2 separate regions of the Sus scrofa genome follow, and region 1 is linked to region 2. Evidence: chromatin contacts called from public HiChIP or PLAC-seq data. All regions are on one chromosome and are shown on one strand. Each heading gives the region's core, a stretch centred on a gene start, on an enhancer-like site or on the middle of the called end of the contact. The rest is flanking DNA. Distances are from core to core; before and after follow the strand shown.

Region 1 (6,074 bases), core at 3,074-5,573, 90 kb before region 2:
TACCTTCCTAGAGAAAAACCAGAAGAGAAGCCCCCCAAAAAACAAAAACCCACACACTTGAACACACCAAGTGGACCTACCAATAAACACTGATCTCATTTAAAAACACAAACTTAGAGAATTTTATATACATCAAAGACTAAAGAAATGGAGAACTGCTCCAAGTCAATAATTGCCATAACTTGAAAAATAGCAAAACAAAATGACCACACTGACCTTTGAAAATCAAAAGGTCCTTAAAATTAAAATTCCAATGACTTCACAAAAACTCCCAGCTTCAAAACAAAAAGGGCTGAAGTGAAACTCTTCCTCACCTTCGGAAGTGAAATTCTGATGAACTCAGAAACGAGAATGAACAACTCATAACCCGGGGCACAAAGGGGAGGTTTGGGTGAAGCAATGGATTTATAACTGTACAAACAATGGACAATACCTCATTTCTCAAGTATAATTAAAGTTTTATAAACAGCCCGCATAAAGGAAGATCAAATGTGTTCCTTTGAAGGGTTGACTCCGTGGTTTACAAAAAGCAAAATTCACTATTTCAACTCAGCATAACAAAGGAAACGGCTCCTGCCATGATGGACAGCTGCAGGCCTCTGATAATACTTTGACAAACTTTATATGACTGTTCAGATACGTCTTGAAAACAATCTAAGTGGGTTTTTGTTTGGTTTGGGTCCCGGCTTAAGGGATCTTTTTTTTTTTTTTGGTCTTTTGTCTTTTTTTGTTGTTGTTATTGTTGCTATTTCTTGGGCCGCTCCCGCGGCATATGGAGGTTCCCAGGCTAGGGGTCGAATCGGAGCTGTAGCCACCGGCCTACGCCAGAGCCACAGCAACGCGGGATCCAAGCCGCGTCTGCAACCTACACCACAGCTCACGGCAACGCCGGATCGTTAACCCACTGAGCAAGGGCAGGGATCGAACCCGCAACCTCATGGTTCCTAGTCGGATTCGTTAACCACTGCGCCACGACGGGAACTCCTTAAGGGATCTTTTTATCTCTGGCACCTGAACTAAGAGTGGTCAGCAAAAACATTTGTTAAAGGGACTAAGGAAAGCAATGATGAGAATCATAAACCCTTCTCAGCAATCTTTCTGAGGTTTCAAAAAAAAAAAAACAATTTCACCCTAAAAAGTATTACTGTGTTATCAACAAATAAGATTTCCATGGAAAATCTTTTGACAGGGGTCTCCATGATCATTTATACATGAGTCTTTCTGGGAAAAGCGCTATAACCAAATGGCCCAACTCTGATGATTCAGCCCTCTCAGCTGGACTTCCCCAGGTCCTGGTAGTTTCACTGCTTGCTCATAACTGAACAGGCCTGGCCCACACAGCCTCTGTGGACCAGACACAGGTGGAGGCTCCCCGCTAAAGCAGATGGCCACGTGGCCAGCCAGCATCCCGGAAACGCGCACGCTACACCTTCCACCACGCTATTGTTATCTAATGGCGACTCACTTTTAAAAATCATAAACTCCCCTGTAAACCATCAACTTTTGCCTATTATCATTCACTTAGTCACACACAAGTGTCAAACTCCTGAACACAAAGAGCACTTCCTGCATTGGGATTGCTTTCCCTTGTTGCAAACACATGCCATCTGAATCTCCGAAAAGAGACCCACATCTTTTCAAACACCAATAAGAAGTAGTTACAGGTTTGGCTAACCTCTTTCTCCCATCCTAGAACTCTTATAAGGGCCATTTTACTTATGTATGCTTACCCTTCTTTCCGCATATAATTTTTATGGGTTATGACAAACATTTTATAATATAAAGGAAGTTTTTAAATGATAATAAAATCGATGTGCCCCCCCCCACTGATCCCCTCAAATTCATGTTAGTCCTAACCCCCAATACCTTAGAACCTGATTTAGAGATAGGGCCCTTAAAGAGGTAATTAAGGTAAAGATGAGGTCATATGCATAGGCGCTAATCCAACATGATGGGTGTCCTTAGAACAGGAGATGAGGCCACAGCCAGGTACAGAGGGAAGATTATGTGAAGACAGAGGAAGGAGAAAGCCATCTGCAAGCCAAGGAGAGAGGCCTCAAAAGAAACAACCCTGCTGACCCCTTGATCTAGTCTCCAGATCTGTGAGAAAATAAATTTCCCAGTTATTTAAGTCACCCAGTCTGTGAAACTGACAAGGCAGTCCTAAGAAACTAATAAGATGCTAATAAAGTTAATTGGCTGCAAATTAGGCAGTTCACTAGTTATGATGAGCAGAAAGCACCAGTCATTCAGCCCTGCAATACTTTTCTCTTGCACACTTAATGAAATATTTAAAAGGTCTAGGAATGAGCCTGTCGAAAACCAAAACGGTTTACTCTTTTGCCCAAGATTACACAACATAAGACCAAAGTAAAAACTAAACTCAGATTCCCGATTCTCTTCTCAATTAAACCAGGGCCTTGGAGAAAGAATGAACATTCAGGAAGAAATATAACCATGTCCATTTATCACTGGATCTATGGCACTAGAGCAAATATCTGCTAACGTATACAAGGCTTTGTGAAACAGGGGTACTTCCAGAGAGGCATCAGAGTGAGGCAGCTAACAGCATGGACTTTAGACCAGACTGCTCGGATTAAAATCCCAGATCTGTCACTTAGTAACTGAGAAACTCCTGTCCAATCACTAGCCTCTCTGGGCTCAGTTGCATCACCTGTAAAATACAGAGATACAGGTGATAGGATTGTTGTGAGGGTCAAATGAGCCAATAACAGGTTGAACCATATGAAACCACTATTTTTACACATCAAAATGGCCAAATATCAGCAAATTCATACGGTTCAACAGGAGACATGGAGAGCACTAAGAACAGTGTCTAGCACCCAGTAAGTGCTGTGAGTTCAATGTCAGACTCAGCACGCTATATGATGAATTATGAATCCATCCCAACCAGCTATTTGCCTTCTGCACTGTTTGTACACTTCAAACAAACCCATGGGCGCAGCCCCGGCTGTCAATCCCTTCCTTTCACCTCTCCTTTGCCCCATACTCCCACACACTGAACACTTCCTACTTTAGAGCTCATTCTACTGCAGGAAGTCAGAGGTCTCTGCGAAACAGAGGCAAACTGCACGGCACCTCAATCTCTACTCTCGATTCTTCTCCAGATGTGGCAGAGTGCTTTAAGACTCTGGCATCCACTGAATAAATCATTGACACAAATGCAACCCCTCAGGAGGTGAGACTTTCTAGGATAGGCTACCCCCTCCCCCCCCATTTTGTTGTAAAACAACTCCAGGCAGCAGCAGCCTTTGGAACCGACGCAAAACAAGAGAGATCTGAAAAAGGCAAGTCTGGCCGGGTCCAGTGACCCAGATCAAGAGCAAAGAAGGAAACATACAGGACTGTGTCTCAACTCTTCTGGGCCTCAGTTTGCCCATCTTGAAAATAGTCTCACAACGTTGTAAACCAACTATACTTGAGGGAAAAAAAGAAAAAGAAAATTGTCTCTTACTTCCCTATCTACCTCCCAGTGTCAGATGTAAAGAAAATTAGGAAGACCTTGGACATCAGGAAGGAAAGGTGTCATTATCTTAGAGTGGAGACACTACCAAAAACATCTTCCTAATGCTGTCCTCCATGAAGCCACCCTTGCTTGGCACCCATTCTCAACCTTTCTTGGCACATCTTCAGTCTCAGGCGCACAGCTTTTCTCCTCAGCAGATCCTCCCCACTGCACCCGTTGGGCGGGACTCGGTCCCTTAGAAAGTCTACCCAACCCTTCTCTCTCCTTGTTCCTGATCCATCCCTTAGACAGATCCCCCCTCGTTGGTTCTCACCCAGCTTCAGCATCCTCTCTACCTCAATGAGTCCCTTCTGGTATAGTAGCCCTCACCCAGCGGCAACCCCCGCCTTCAGCAGGTGCTTTCCCTAACTTGTCCCCACGTTCCTCAGCAGTTGCTCCCCCCGGCTGTCGCTCCCCTCCTGCCAGGCTGTCCCTCCAAAAACAAGTGATCTCTAACCAGCCCCATGTTTATCCCCCCTCGTCCAGACCCCCGCCGGCCAGGGGTCGCCCATTCAGCAGGTGCCCCATCAGCCCGGTCGCCTGGCCCCGCAGGTCCATCTGCTCCACGGGCTCACACACCCATCACCCCTCCGGCCGGTTCCCGCCTTTCCCTCCCCGCCCCCCTTCCTCTTGACCAGCGAGCGGCCTCTCACCGGCGCGGCGGGTTCCTCAGCTGCACCGTCTCCATGGCGCTGCCGGCAGCCGCCCAGACCCGCTCAGTGCTCCATCCTCCCCCGGGACTTCTCCGAGCCCGCCCCGCAGACCCTCCCACACTTCCGCTTTCCGCCCCTACCGGAAGCGGCGAGCTGCTCAGGGGAGGGGCGGGGCCGCGAGGGCCGGGCCTGGATCACGTGGTGCGGACTCGAGTCACGTGGCACGCTGGGGCGGAACGAGGAGGCTCGGAGACAGCCTTGGGGCACGTCGTCAGGCAGACTGGAGTCTCGGCGGCGTTGTTTCTTGCGGTGGTGTTAGCCCGAGACACTTGGTCCCCCAGACCTGGAACCCATCGCTGCCTCGGGCCGCGCCTCTCATATCTCAGACGGAGATACTGAGGTTTCTTGCGAAGCAACATACTTGATAACAACTGTCGATTCTTAACCAGCCAAGTTCTGCGCGATTCCTGGGAAGCACTGCTCCAGGGACTCCCAGAGGTATTTATGGTACTCTACAGGTCTGAACTAATTGAATTCCTGTTCCAGGTGGAAGCTCGAACGTGCGAAACCGCTTCGTGGATGTAACAGAGCATCAGCCTGAAAATTGCTCCACCCTCTTGACAGCCTCACCTGTGTACATAAAAAATAGCTATTATTTTTTAAACTCTTACCATGTACTGGCTTTCAAGTGTTGTTTCATTTAATCCTCATATCAAGCCTGTAACGTTAACCCCAATCTTCTCTGCTAATTTTTTGACACTCTTACCATTACCACGTTTTCATGCCCTACTAATGCTAATTCATTTAATACTCTTAAGGCTGTAAGGTGCATACTTTTGTTGTTCTCGTGAGGCCAGAGAGGTGAAGCTCAAATAGCTAAAAGTATAGGTTTGGGGAGTTATATCCAGATAGACCTGATTCCAGAGCCTGCACCATCAAACTAGACAGTCACTGTGGACCCTTGGTTGGGCATGAGATTCAGAGCTTCCTGTCCCCTCAGAGCTCCAGTTCCAGTTATAGAAATTCATAAATCCTCGGTTGCCACCACCATCAGTGAATATTAAGAAAAAGGAAGATTCCGCCCAATTCACTCATAACGTTACCGGAGAAAATTTACCCAAAGCAACCTCTCACCATTTTTAATTGTCCTGTTTTTCTCAAAGCATCTTCAGAACAACACCTGAGCAACCTCTCAGGGCGACCCAGGTATGGACTCCATATGCTAAAAATGGAGTAACAGCAGTTCCCATTGTGGCTCAGCTGCTAAGAACCTGACTAGTATCCATGCAGATGCAGGTTCTATCCCTGGCCTCACACAGTGGATTAAGGATCCAGCATTGGTGCAAGCTTGGCTTGGATCTGGCGCTGCTGTGGCTGTGGCATAGGCCAGCAGCTGCAGCTCCGATTCAGCACCTAGCCCAGGAACTTCCATATGCTGCAGGTGCAGCCCTAAAAAGGAGGGGAAAAAAAAAGCTAAACATAAATTTAAAAAAATAATAAGGAGTTCCCGTCATGGCTCAGTGGTTAACGAATCCGACTAGGAACCATGAGGTTGTTGGTTCGATCCCTGGCCTTGCTCAATGGGTTAAGGATCCGTCGTGACCGTGAGCTGTGGTGTAGGTTGCAGACCCAGCTCAGATCTGGTGTTGCTGTGGCTGTGGTGTAGGCCAGCGGCTACAGCTCCGATTTGACCCCTAGCCTGGGATCCTCCATATGCTGCGGGTGCAGCCCTAGAAAAGACAAAAGTAAGTAAAATAATTAATTAAAAAAATAATAAAGCCATACAAAAAAAAGAATAACAGGCATTCCCTGATACAGTTGGAGAACGTGTTTATAATCTACTATGTGCCAGGCGCAATCCTAGGCTAATACTTCATCTTCAAAACAGTCCCACG
Region 2 (5,927 bases), core at 1,542-4,041:
TTAGAGCCAGACTGCCTGGCTTTGATTCCTGGCTCCAACACCTACCCAGCGAGAGGTGTGTGTGTGTGTGTGTGTGTGTGTGCGCGCGCGCATCTCCTCAGGGAAATTATTTAACTTCTCTGTGCCTCAATTTCCTCAATTGTAAAATGTGGCTAACAGTATTTACCTACCACTGGTTGTTATGAAAGCTTAGTTAATGTGTATGTGCTGAGAGCAACACTCAGCACATATAAATGGTAGCTAGTCCATATATGCATAATATTCATGAATACAATCAAAACATTTACCAAACATCTAGTTAGATCTCACACCTTGATTTTAATTATTGAGTCTGTCGCAATAACACATCAAACACTATTACCACTGGCACTGGTCAGATGAGAAAATGGGCTCAGAAAAGGCTGAAGAGGCTCTACACAAAGTTCAATTTTATCATGATGTATCATTCTTTGAAAGCAACATGTATACAAAGAGGATTGGGTCTCCTCAGAATGTAATCAAGGCAAAAAGAAAGCCCTTAATAGTGAACCCTGTGATTCAAACACAAAACTAGAGGCTTATATTTAACAATTTACAGTTTGTGAGAAAGTCTCTTGACAACTCTGGAGATAGAAAAACCAAGCAGCAGAGATTAAGCTGCACACGGCTAGAAAATGCTGCAAACACAACTGGAATCAAATTTACCTGACTCCAAGTCCAGTGCTCTCTCTGCTTCAACAGCCACAGCCAAATGGGTAAAATGCACTTTTTGCAGCGGCCCGAATCTCTGGAGACTCTGCCTTGAGAACTGGCATTGTGGGAATTTGCTCAGCCTGGTTTTCTGCAGGCTGCTTCCAGATCTACAGAGCTCCAATTCTAAAATGGCTTCAATGTAATGCAAGCACTGCATGATGGGAAATGTACAGAAGATTATAGGGTAGGAGCCATACTCCAGGGGCTGACGGGCCATAAATATTTGCTACTGATGAATGAGGATATTCAACCTGAAAACCAGGTGTGTGGTCTAGGCCAAAGCATCTTATTTCTCATAAAGACTTCGTGGGTTAGATGGATGAATGGTTTCTTATCTCACTGAAAGGAGAGACCAGGAAAATAATTCAGCAGTTGCTTCTGGATTATTATTAGCCTTCCACTGTGAAGATCACCTGTACAATTCTAACCTGGGTCCAGTCAAATTGACAGATATTACCCTCACCACCTGTGCTAAGAACACAGATCCAAGAAAAATGAGGGCCCTGACACGTTCCTAGATAAGAAAAGGGGTGCTCTGGAAGCAGTCAAGAAGGAAATGACCAAGAACCAAGTAATATTAACATATATAAATTTCTAACATGAAAATGCAAAAAACTGAGTACCCACGTGTCTGGTTCTATAAACCACATACGTGTGCGGTTTCATGTGAACAACTGAGACAGAGTGAGAAATGCAGACAATTTTCACATTCTTCCAAGTGCTTCATCCTTCTGTTCTGGCTCCTGTAGCCGCTTGATTGCCAAATTCCGTCTCCCACACAGGGCAAGCAAAATCAGAACCTGATGCCATCTAGCCTTACCAAAGGGAAAAGCAGTGACGGCAAGGACAAAAGACATGAATTTTCACAGAAAGGTTGGCAAACTGTCTTACCAATACTGCCGCCTTTGAAAGCCCCATTACACGTGAGTTCTCCATTTGCAAGAGACAAAGATGTATTCATCTTGGGAAGAAAAGGGGCCTAATCACACCCACCCCTTCTCCACCACCGGGCAAATTTCAGTCCTAAAAACGTGCTAGCCCACAGTATAGGGGAATTTGGGGCGAGGACAAAAGAGACTCTGGCATTAAATGATGGGAAATAACGTGGGAAAATATTCCGATTCTCAACCTCTGACATTTTTTATTTATTTTTTTTTTCTGGGGGTCCGGCCTGACTCAGTAACCGGTTCCACCAAACGCATTTTCTCGATTCAAACCTCAACCCTGTGCTTCCTAGGGAATCTCGGGTTCTGTCAGGCTCCCGCACCAGCGAACGATGATGAAATGGCTTTACTGCAAAGTGGGAGGGGGTCTTCTCTCTGCTCTCTCCCAAGGTTAAACCCCTTACCCATCCAGAGGGAGTCGAGCAGGGCCATTGCGGCTCAAGAACTCGCCTGCATTTGGTTAAATTTCATTTTTGGGAACCGGAAAGCGAGGCGCAGGGGGTGACAGGGCTGAAAGGGTCGGTTCTGGCTGCTCAAGGCGCAGGGAGGGGTCTCGAGGGAATCGAAGATGGGTGATGAGGGGCGGTCAGGGGTCCGGGACACGATTCCCTTCCGGCCCGGCACAGAGCCGCACCCCGCCCGCCGGGCAGGGCCGCAGGCGGCGAGGGCGGCCGGGGCCTCTCCCAGAGCTAAGGGCCCGGCCCCGGAAACAGGGAGGGGCCGCGGCGAGGCCGAGCCCGCGCCGCAGGCGGCCGCACGGGGCTGAACAGGCCGCGCGCCGCTGCCACCCGGGCCCACCTGCGGGTCGCCCTCGTTGCTGCAGCCGCCGCCTGTGGGGGGGGTAGTTTGGAGCTTGGGCCCCTGGGGGCCCCGGGCGGACCCCGCGCCGCACTCACCGTGGGAGGGCTGCAGGGGGCAAAAAAGCTTGCGAGCGGAGCTCCCGGCGCGGTGACCGCTTCTTTCCCAAGCCCACTCCTCTGGCGGCAGCGGCGGCAGCTGCAGTGGCGGCGGCGGCAGCAGCTACCCCGGCTCCGGAATCGGCGGCGGCGGTGGCGGCGGCTCCACTTCCGCTCCGGTCACCACTTCCGCTTCGGCTCGAGCCCCGCCCCTGAGCCGTCTCCTCATTGGGTGAGCAGGGCACGGGGTTGCCCCGGCCGCCCGAGAGGGGCGCGGACAGAGGGAGGAGGAAGGAGAGCTAAGGGCCGGGATGCTGCGGCCGGGGGGAGGGCGGGGGTCGGGGTAGGGAGCTAGGAGGAGGCGGGTGTAGGGGGACGGAAATGGGGGCGGGGAGCTGAAAAAGGAGGTGGGCGGAGTGGAGGCGGGGCTGAGGGGGGGAATCTAGAAAAGCGACATGTGGAAACGAGGGGGCTGGGCAAGGTTTGGGGTTGGGCGGGCCTGAGGCTTAGGCTAGGGAGTCGCCCTGGCCGGGCCCAGAGTCTCTGAGGTCATTGGTTCCCACCCCACCCAAAAAATCATCGTCACTGAGTGAGGTTGAAGTTAGTCCCCTTTTGCTGTGTGCTTTGGAAACACTGCGTTTAAGGAAGGACAGAAATTTTTGCTAAATTTTTCCTTAATCCTCCCTTCAGTCCTTCAAAATACTGATCATTTCCTCCTTTTGTGAACCGAGAAGGCCAGGAATTAGACCTGTGAAGTGTTGTTTTTTTTTTTTTTTTTGGAAGCCTGTGTCCGTGATAGAATACCCCCTCACCCAAGCTCTTAAAGGAATCTTAAGGAACCAGGCTCCACGACACCCCCCACCCCATTCCCATCTGCTCTCACCATTTATCACCATTCTGCCCTTGCCAAGGCCAGTGACTATTAAGCCCAGTTCTTCAAAATGCCTCACCTCCACTGCCTCCCTTTCATTCATTCTTTCAGCGAATATTTATGAAGCAGACTTTTTGTTTCGTGCTGGAGACACAGCAAGAACAAGATAGACGTGGCCCTGCTGTCTTGGAGTTTATAGTCTGATACGAAATAGAACAGAGTAAATAGATAAGCCTTTGTCATTTCTCCTTTGCTTTAGCTTAATGATAGACTTCTAACTCTTCACGCTACCCCCAGTCCTGCTCCCATCAACTGCTGAAATGATCTTTTCTTTTCTTTTCTTTTCTTTTAAGGGCCGTACCCGCAGCATATGAAGTTCCTGGGCTAGGGGTGAATCAGAACTGCAGCTGCCTACCTAAGCCACAGACACAGCAACGTCAGATCCGAGACGCATCTGTGACCTACTCCGCAGCCCTCTGCAATGCCAGGTTCTTAACCCATTCAGCCTCAATGGGAACTCCCTGAAATGATCTTTTCAAAACCCCATTCTAGGAGTTCCCTGGTGGCTCAGTGGGTTAAGGATCTGGCTTTGTCACTGCTGTGGCACAGGTTCAACCCCTGACCTGCCACAGGTGAGGTCAAAAAACAAACATAAAAAAGCATTCTAATTGTGTTCTTTTCTTGCTTAAATTCTTTATTCAGATCTTATTTAATCCTTATTGATAAGCTCTTTGTGTGTGGCAATCAAGTTTTTCTAGAAGCTGCCCCTATCCTTCAGCCTCTTTCTGCTATTTCTTCCTCATCACAAAACCCCAGTTCTATTGGATGATTCCTTATCCTCCCAACATGCCAGCGCCAGTCTTTCTAAAAACCCTTTGGGTTTTTGTTTTGTTTTGTTTTGTTTTTGTTTTCAGGGCCGTACCTGCACAGCATATGGAAGTTCTCAGGCTAGGGGTCTAATCAGAGCCACATCTGCAACCTACACCACAGCTCACTGCAACACATGGCAATGACGGATCCATAACTCACTGAGAGAGGCCAGGGATCGAACCCACAACGTCATGGTCCCTAGTCGGATTCGTTTCCTCTGTGCCATGACAGGAACTCCCTCTTTTCATTCTCTTTCTTTCATTTTTTATTATAACAATTTCCAAAGCAACACAATGGTAGAGAGCATAGTACAGTAAACTCCATGTACCCATCACTCAGCTTTATTTTACTCTTCTGCAAGCTCTCACACTTTTTTTTTTTTTTTTTTTGTCTTTTGTCTTTATAGGGTCCCACCTGTGGCATATGGAGGTTCCCAGGCCAGGGGTCGAATCAGAGCTACAGCTGCCAGCCTACACCACAGCCAGAGCAACGCAGGATCCGAGCCTGGTCTGCAACCTACACCACAGCTCACATCAATGCCAGATCCTCAACCTACTAAGCGAAGCCAGGGATTGAACCCGCAGCCTCATGGTTCCTAGTCAGATTCCTTTCCCCTGCACCACGACGGGAACTCCCACTTTTTTTTTTTTGTTTTGTTTTTTCTAGTGCCACACCCAAGGCATGTGGAGGTTCCCAGGCTAGGGGTCCAGTCGGAGCTGTAGCCACCAGGCTACGCCAGAGCCACAGCAATGCGGGATCCAGGCCACGTCTGTGACCTACACCACAGCTCACGGCAACGCCAGATCCTTAACCCACTGAGCGAGGCCAGGGATCAAACCCGAAACCTCATGGTTCCTAGTAGGATTTGTCAACCACTGAGCCACGAAGGGAACTCCATCCCACTTTTTTTTTAACAGCACTATCTTACAGCAAATCCCAGGTATCATATCATTGCATTCATAAACATATTAATATATAGCTCCAACAGTAAGAATTAGAAAAAAAATAACAACCATAACTCCATGATCACGCTGAACGAAATTAATAACAATTCCTTACAATCTTGCAAGACATAATCCAGGATCAATTTTCTCTAATTATCTCAAAAATGACTTGTCACATTGGTTTATTTAAATCAGGATCCGAAAATGTCTACACTTTGCATTTAGCTTCTAAGTCTCTTAATTCTCTTTGATTCTGTAACAGTTATTCCTACCCCTCCTTTCAAAAAATATATAATTGAACTGTTGAAGAAACTGGGTAAATTCTCCTGTAGAGTTTCTCACCATCTGATTTTGACTGACTAGATCCTTGCATTGTTTTAAAAATGTGACATTGTCCTTTGAATGTCCTGTAAACTGGTAGAGTCTTGATTACATTTCAGTTTTTGGCAAGAGCATTTTATAGGTGGGACTATTTCCTATATCAGATCAGGAAGCATATAATTGTTCCTCAGTGACCTCTTTCAATCTGAAAACCCATTTCTTTCGGTTCCAAAATATTTTTCGTGAATTATTTCTTCAAAGATTTCCTTTCTTCATCTTCCTATTTTCTATCCACATCTTCACTCTCTAGAACTCCAAGTATTTGGATAGCTGAGGTCTTAGAATGGTT

What was found. HiChIP or PLAC-seq counts read pairs in DNA pulled down with a chosen protein or histone mark.
Region 1: an H3K27ac HiChIP or PLAC-seq map of alveolar macrophages shows a contact between it and region 2. The contact joins the promoter of STK4 here to the promoter of YWHAB in region 2. A contact is called at or near these places in 5 of 47 Hi-C or Micro-C datasets (alveolar macrophages, heart right ventricle, liver and 1 more) and 2 of 2 datasets of contacts at active chromatin or transcription factors (alveolar macrophages and skeletal muscle).

Annotation. Positions count from the first base shown.
Region 1 is chr17:47,385,843-47,391,916 of Sscrofa11.1, reverse strand. It overlaps STK4 (serine/threonine-protein kinase 4), which reads right to left and starts at 4,323. Exons shown (of 11, transcript XM_021077860.1): 1 at 4,180-4,323.
Region 2 is chr17:47,294,884-47,300,810 of Sscrofa11.1, reverse strand. YWHAB (14-3-3 protein beta/alpha) reads right to left here and starts at 2,791. Exons shown (of 6, transcript XM_005672961.3): 1 at 2,573-2,791.